Linked DNA regions of Mus musculus: region 2 is linked to region 1. Evidence: chromatin contacts called from public Micro-C data. All regions are on one chromosome and are shown on one strand. Each heading gives the region's core, a stretch centred on a gene start, on an enhancer-like site or on the middle of the called end of the contact. The rest is flanking DNA. Distances are from core to core; before and after follow the strand shown.

Evidence for each region. A called contact is a pair of places that touch in the nucleus more often than the background predicts.
Region 2: a contact with region 1 is called in a Micro-C map of the HL-1 cell line, with 2.7 times the contacts expected there. The contact joins the promoter of D030025P21Rik here to the promoter of Rps6kl1 in region 1. A contact is called at or near these places in 8 of 39 promoter capture datasets (the 3T3-L1 cell line, frontonasal cranial neural crest, hematopoietic stem and progenitor cells and 4 more), 1 of 15 datasets of contacts at CTCF or cohesin (the NIH/3T3 cell line), 9 of 484 Hi-C or Micro-C datasets (the G1E-ER4 cell line, the HL-1 cell line, adipose-derived mesenchymal stem cells and 3 more) and 1 of 9 other capture datasets (adipose tissue).

Annotation. Positions count from the first base shown.
Region 1 is chr12:85,149,418-85,153,034 of GRCm38.p6, forward strand. Rps6kl1 (ribosomal protein S6 kinase-like 1) reads right to left here and starts at 1,847. Exons shown (of 11, transcript NM_146244.4): 1 at 1,746-1,847; 2 at 207-491. The coding sequence starts at 471.
Region 2 is chr12:84,874,447-84,878,074 of GRCm38.p6, forward strand. It overlaps D030025P21Rik (RIKEN cDNA D030025P21 gene), which reads left to right and starts at 1,356. Exons shown (of 1, transcript NR_028577.1): 1 at 1,356-3,628. It overlaps Ltbp2 (latent transforming growth factor beta binding protein 2), which reads right to left and starts at 2,045. Exons shown (of 36, transcript NM_001370743.1): 1 at 1,310-2,045. The coding sequence starts at 1,785.

The DNA of each region.
Region 1 (3,617 bases), core at 597-3,096:
ATTAATGTGAGACTTGAATGAGTTAATATAGTGAAAACCTAATGGGGTCTGCCAGGTAGAAATGCCTTAATAAATCTAAGTCCTCAGAAATGTCCTTCACGGAAGTCAGGCAGGGTTAACACAATGCCCTAGTATGGATAGAGACAAAGGACCCTCCACTGGCCCTCTCCTGTCCACCTTCTGTCCACACACATTCCCACCCATACCATGCACACCGCGGAGTAGCACGTCCACACCATTCTGGTAGTGGTTGAAGGCAGCCTCGTAGTCTTCACTGACATCTCGCTCCAGTGCCAGGTGGATCTGTGTAGCTGCATCTACCAGGTAGTCACGTTTGGTCACATCGGCTGTCCCTGTAGCTACCCGGTTACGAATCTGTTCCAGGTACATGCAGGCCTGGGACCGTGCTCGTGAACAGGGCTCTGGCTCCAGGCCTGGTCCAGGTGGACATTCACAGGCTACCAGGCTCATAGTGGCCCTGCTGTTGTGACCTGTAAGAAGCAAAGGTCTTAGGGGAGACACGTGTTGGGAGCCACACCCCTACCTGTACTCCAGCTTCCTCTACTAAACATTGGAGAGACAGATGTTCACATCCAAAAGCTGGAGGGACGAGCGATGGTAAGGTCCCGTCTTTGAGCTGGGTCCTACCTCAGTGTGGCAATGATAGATTAACACAGCAGTGTGTGTGTGTGGGGGGGGGGCTTTCTTTTCTTTTCCACTCAAATTCAGCTCCACAAATACCATGCTGTATGAACGGAGCACGGAAAACTGGGGGTACCTGTGACCCACAGCTGCCTTTGAGGGGTGTCCACAGAGTAAACCTAGTGTCAAGAGCATAGTAAACATACCAAAGTCACACACTGGCTTAAAGCTGGTCTCACCTCTCCTCCACCTCAGGTCTCCCCTCCTCCCTGTCTTCCTTGTGAAGTTCCATTCAGCTCAGGGGTACCTCTCCCCAGACAAAACCTTTGGCCCAGAGAGGTCCTGAGTCAGCAAGTGGGGAACTCCCCCCCCCCAATACCCAGGCTCCAAGCCGGAATGGCGAGCTCATCAAAGCCCCCTGGGAGATGAGGTGATTGACAGATTAGATGCCAGTTCATGTGGAGTTCAGCGAGAGTGTCAGGGTGACCCAGCCCTATGGAGGCTATCCCAGAAGTCCAGGGGCCTGTGCGCCCTCCCAAGGACCTGACAGTAACTCCTCCCCAAGCAATGTGTGACCCCAATGGCCCAAGGGATAAGAGTGGCGGCTGCCAGAGGGGAAGGGGCAAAGAGAAAGCAGCCAGCAGTGCGGTCCCTGTCCCTCACAGCAGCCTAGCAGCCACCGTTGCTGTCTCGGGTACCCTGGAAAATGACCAGGGGGTAGCTTTTCTCCCTGGATCTTTTCCACCTCGGCAAGGAAAGAGACACAGGATAAAGGAAGAGGTGGGGAGGAAACGCACATATCCAAGCAGCCAGGAGGCCAGGAGATGGAGAAAGGCGGCCTTCCTGCTCTGCCAGGCCCAGCGGGATAGGTAGCTTCGAGGCCTGTGCTGGGGCACCGACGCCGGCTGCGCAGGGCTGCGAGTTGCGGGTCCAGCTTTCGGAGCCGCGTGCCTAAGACTATACACGTCAAGCAAGCAGCGCGTGCACGACCCCGGCACACAAGGTGCATCACTATAGGGAACGTCCAAGGAGGTCGGGCTGAGGCAGGGAGGGGAAGCCTCCTCTCCTGAGAGGATGGCTCAAGAGCAGACCAAATACTATACCTGTCCGCGTGCCAGAGCTCCGGGCCTTCCCGCCAACGCTGTCCCTTCACCTTCTGCAAGGCTCCGTCTGTGCCTACCACCCTTCCGCAGGTGCCTGGGGGCGGGGGTGGGGCGTCTAGCCGGGTGCCTGCCAGCCATTGGCTAAGGATGAGCTCATCCTCAACCCGTTAGAATAAACCTCCAATCATCGTTCTCCTCGGCTTCTGACAGCCCTTAAAGCCCTAGAGTTTGCAAGGCCAGGAACTCAGGAGTGGGAGTCAGTGGGGATGGATGTGGGTGACTGAGTGTAGCAGGGAGAGAAAAGGTCTATTGTCACCCAGGGATGTGGCTGCCTTAGACCTCTAAGCCAATGAAACTTAACCACAGCACGTTCAAGAGACTTTCTTCATTCACTACTTCAGTTAGTCAATGTTTCTCTGTTGGGTGTGTACTCTGCCCTAGGGCTTAGGGTAGAGCTGCCTCTATGGCTTCACAGATCAATCTGCCCAGGGCTTCCTGGGCTCTAAGGTCAGGCGAGTGGTTCGGAGTTGAGCAGCACCGAATCCTAACCTGGAGTCAGAAATGCATTCCCAAGAAAGGCACAAACGACCCCGACCCCCTTACTTGTCAGAAGCCACTCTGCGCTTTGCTGTGACCTTGTCTCTGGTAGTTTTCCACACCGGTCTCCTCTGACTCCTCTTCCTCCTCCACACCCCTTCCTCACCCAGAGCTGTTGTCGTCTCTGGGGATCACACTCAGGTCACCAGGCTCAAATGGCAGCACCTTATGCACTAAACCACGTCACCAGCCCCAGATTTATCTCTTTATTAAAATAAAACAACCTTTTAATTTTTGAGTTATTTATTTTTATCTTATGTATATTGGTGTTTCGCTTGCAAATATGTCTGTGTGCGGTGTTCGATTCTTGAAATTGGACTTACAGACAGTTCTAAGCTACCATGTGGGTGCAGGAAATTGAACCCCGATCCTCTGGACAAGCAGCCAGTGCTCCCAACCATGAGGTCATCTCATCATCCCTAAAGCATCTTAAGGGGGAGAGGGAGGGGGGAGGGGGAGAGACAGAGGAGAAGAGAGAGAGAGAGAAGAAAAGAGAGAAGAGAAGAGAAGAGAAGAGAAGAGAAGAGAAGAGAAGAGAAGAGAAGAGAAGAGAAGAGAAGAGAAGAGAAGAGAAGAGAAGAGAAGAGAAAGAGAGAGAAGAAGAGAAGTAGCTTGGGTCTGGTATGGGCTTTCAAAACCTGAAAACACACTTCCTCCAGTGAGACCACACCTCCTAACCCTTCTAATCCTAGCAAAGAGTGTCACTCCCTTGTCACAAAGCATTTAAATACATGAGTCTATGAGGTCCATTTTTATTCACACGGACACATTTTAACAAGCTAAAGACAAAAAATTCAAAACTGAGCAAAGGATTTTAATAATTTCCTCAAAGAAGATATAAAAACAACCAGTAAATAGATGAGAAGATATTTAATATCATTGGTTCTTAAGGGAATGCAAATTAAAACCACAACAACGCATCGCTGATATCCACTGGATGGCCATAGTTAGACAAATTACCATAGCAAGGCTTGACAGTGTTCTGGGGAAACGGGGACCTTACACTGCTGTCAGGGATGTGGATGATAAGACTCTGCAGAAAGTGTGTTAGTCGATGCTCACAAAGTTAAATTTACAGTTATGTACGATCCAGGGTTTCACTCCTGTGAAAGTCCACACACAAATGTCATTAGCAGCAACAATCACAACAGACAAAAGTGCAATGTCGTCACAAGGCTCACACTCCTAGGGACCTGCCTGCCTCTGCCTCCCCAGGGCCGGGAATAACTGTGTGTGCCACCACTGCCTGGCTTAAAACTTATTCTTTATTTCTGT
Region 2 (3,628 bases), core at 106-2,605, 280 kb before region 1:
GGGGCAGGTGTCCTGCTAACTCTCCTTGAATGGTCTTACGCTGGAGCCACTTGGCAGCACTCAGCTCTATGCCCTGCAGACTTTAGGCTAGGCCTCCAAAGGTTAGTAGGGAATTCATTTAGACGCAGAGAGGGCCAGCTACGTGCAGGCACTGATCTGCTGGGAACATGAAAGCTAACAAAACCCTGCTTAAGCAGAACTTGTATAAGTTTGAACACATACATAGAAATAGAAATACGTGAGGGGGGAATAAATGCTATAAGAAAGCATAAAGCTGGATGAGGGCACAGAAGGGATGAGACACGGTGAACTTTGCTAAGATACAGAAGACCGTTGCAGGCAAGAGAAGAGTATGTGTGCAGAGCAGGAGGCAGAAGATCCTCTGTAGTGGGACTAGGCGTACAAGCAACGGGAATGCTACCTGGAACTACAACGGACAGATAAACCAGGCTCAGGCCAAGGGCTGCCAAAGCCCCTCCTAGACTAATCAATTGCACCTTGCCCAGTCTGGCATTGCCAGGCTCCTGTGCCTTCACTCCAGAGACACCTGGGTACTCAGGAGAGGTCCCCAACTCATTAAATCCTGGGCAAGGCGTTGTTGGGGCGGGGAGGGGACCTCCTGTGATAACAGAGTCCAGAACCCGCAGCGAGTGGTGCAAAATAATAAGTTGAAGAGTTGGAGCGAGGCGTGGCTTTTCAAAATGTGCAAACAACGCTGACATCTAGACTTCCTGGAACACAGACCCAGTCCCTCGCACAGGTCAGGGCAGCCTTCTCTTTCACAGAGCTCCTAAACCCTTGCCTAAGTCCTCTGCGTGTCCCAGCAGACCTGAGCCCGGACTATACACTTGTCTTGGCGCGCCTGCTTCGCTGTCAGCCCGTTCCTGGAGATGCGTCTGTCTTCGCGCCCTGATGTCCCCACTCCCCCCCCCCCCCCCCCGCCCAGATCCTCCACCTACTGGCGCCCGGAGCCAGTTTATCCTTCTCTGGGCCTCAAGAACCCAGAGCGCCCACCCAGCCACTGCAGCTCGTTAGCCCAGCACAGAATGAGTGAGAAACGCACACGAGCTTAACGTCGGGGTTCTGGGAGAACTGGTGTCCAAGGGAACAGATAGTAGATTTATTTTCCCCAAAATAACTTTTTGAAAGCTGGTCCGAGCCCCGGTTTCGGAACCTCGGAGCGGTTTCTCTAGTAGTTACTGAGGACAAAGGGACAGGACCCGCACTCCACTGAAGGCGTAACTGTCCGGGATACCCGCATCCCTTTGCTCCACCCCGCCCCCAGCCCTATCCCCTCTTCAGTGCTCACCCGGTGAGCCGCCCTCGCCGTGCAGCCGCGGGTCGCTGAGGGGTTTCCAGGCGCGCGACAGAAGGTGCAGCCCTGGCTGCTATCTGCTGCTGGCCCCGGGGATGGCTTCTCCGAGTCTGGACAGGTGGCTGGACTCGACGCAGCTGCTGGGTTCGGGGTGGCCTCCTGGCCTCGGCCTCTGCGAGCCTCCCAGGGTTCCCCTGGGCCGGCTGGTTCCACTCAGAGGGCGACAAGCCGGGGACCGGCGCGTCAGGCTCTCGGAACAGACTGTACACCTTGGCTGCAGCCGCTGCGGGGTGGCTGCCCACGGGGTGCCACAACCGATTCGCATCCCTGCTAGCTGGTTCGTATCTCCCTATGGAATCCCGTTGGGCATGACTTGTCCCCATCAAGACAGCCAGGACAAGTGGCAGGAAGCCCCTCCAACGCACCCGTCGGATGCATCCGGAGCAGCGAGCGGTGGTCGGCGCTCTCATGGCGCCAGAGTGGCTGCAGAGCTGTGGGCACCGGAGACCTCGCGGGGAGGTGCTTTCCATCGTTCGCTCCACAGACCCGCCTGGCGACTTGCCCCTTCCCGTCTAGGGGACCTCTGAAACAGCCGTTTGGGGGTCCAGGGGTTCCTAGGTAAGGGCTGTATGGCGTGAGCTGCCCGGGCTGCGCACCGAGCCCGAGCCTGCCGCACCTTCGCTCCCGCACTGCCGCCGTCTGAAGGGGAACCGAAGGGTTTTATTTTTGGAAACCGCCCCCTGCTTTTTCGCCTCTTTTATCCACGCCATGCCCCCCTCCTTGGAGGGACAGCTCGGCCCCCTTATTACGGGAGACAAGAATTCCAGCAACACCCTCTTTGGCACCGAGAAGCGAGCGGGCGGCGAGGGGATTAACCCGTGAGGAGCTGCGGGCGACAGGGCAGACCCGGGGACTGGAAAGACAGATGGCGTCTGCCTGGACCAGCGCACCTGAGCTGCCTTTTTCCTGTCCTGGGCAAACTCAAGTTGTCCACCTGTCCTGGATGTATTTTCTGTTCCTGACCTCACGGACCCAGATGAACTGCTTCTCGGGCCTGAAGGAAGCTGGGGAAGGTACCCAGACCGGAGTAATGGGGACCGAGCCCGAGGCATGCGCGCCTGGTCTCGTTGCTTCCACCTCTGACCGCTGGGGGCGCTAGGCGAGAATGCAGGTGTCCCTGGGGCAGCTCCCAAGAGCCGGTTGCCTATGGGGAAGGGCAACTTGGGGCGCGCGCCCCCTGGTGGAGCTGGTCACACCCTTGGCCACCGTGTTTTGTAGCGACACACTCTGCCAACCTGCTTAGAGCCTAGATCTTAATCTGCTTCCTGTGGCGCCAAGCCTTGACCTGGGCCTATGGTGATGGTGGATGCCCGCTGGAAGAGTTGTTCTCTTTTTACAAAGGTAGGCATGGAGCCTCTTGAATAAGGTGACTAAAGGAGAGTATTGCTAAAGATGGAAATAAAACCCAGGCTAGTGGCCTCTGGCCCACAGTCCACTCTTTGAACTCCTACCACCGCCCCTCATTCCTTGGAGAATTTCCCCAAGGGGCTGCATGAGCCTTTGAGCCCTGCTGGGCCGGGTTCTCACACCTTCTTGTATTGAAGGGGACAGGGATGTCCGTTGCCTCCCACCTAAATTAACCTTCTTCCCTGTGTCCCATGCCCCAAAGCCTAAAAGGCTAGGCATATATGGTTTTCCTGAAAGTGTTTTCACAGCCTACTGGCTCCTAAGCAGACAGGATAAAAGAGCCTGTAAAGGCACCAATTACAACTTCCCATACCAGCCCCTCCCTTCCCAGAATCCTAAGTAATACCTAACTGGATTAGAAAGTCTCAATATTTGACACTGGCCTACGGAGTCCTCCCTGCCCGGCTGGTTTTCTGACCGATCTGAACTTACTCCTGCTCGGTATTCATTACACAGTACCCTCACAGTCTCTGCTTGGCAAATGTTTGATGCATTGTGACGGCTCATCTCTCTACCTAGAGTATTCATCTCCAAGAGGTCTTCAGGACTACCTCTTCATTTCACCTCACAGAGCAAACATCGGCCCCTACAGTGGCCATGTGTGTTCTTCCGCTTCCCATTCCTGTGAGGAAATACCCAAGCTTGCCCACTTACAAGGGGAAATCATTTCCTGGGGCTTTGTTGTTGTCTTGGGTTGGTTTGGTTTTTGTTGTTATTCTTTGGTTTTGGTTTTTCTCAAGACAGAGTTTCTCTGTTTAGCTCTGGCTGTCTCCTTTGTAAGACAGGATGGCCTTCAGCTCAGAGATTTGTCTGTCCCCTGAGTACTGGGATTAAAGGCATACGGTG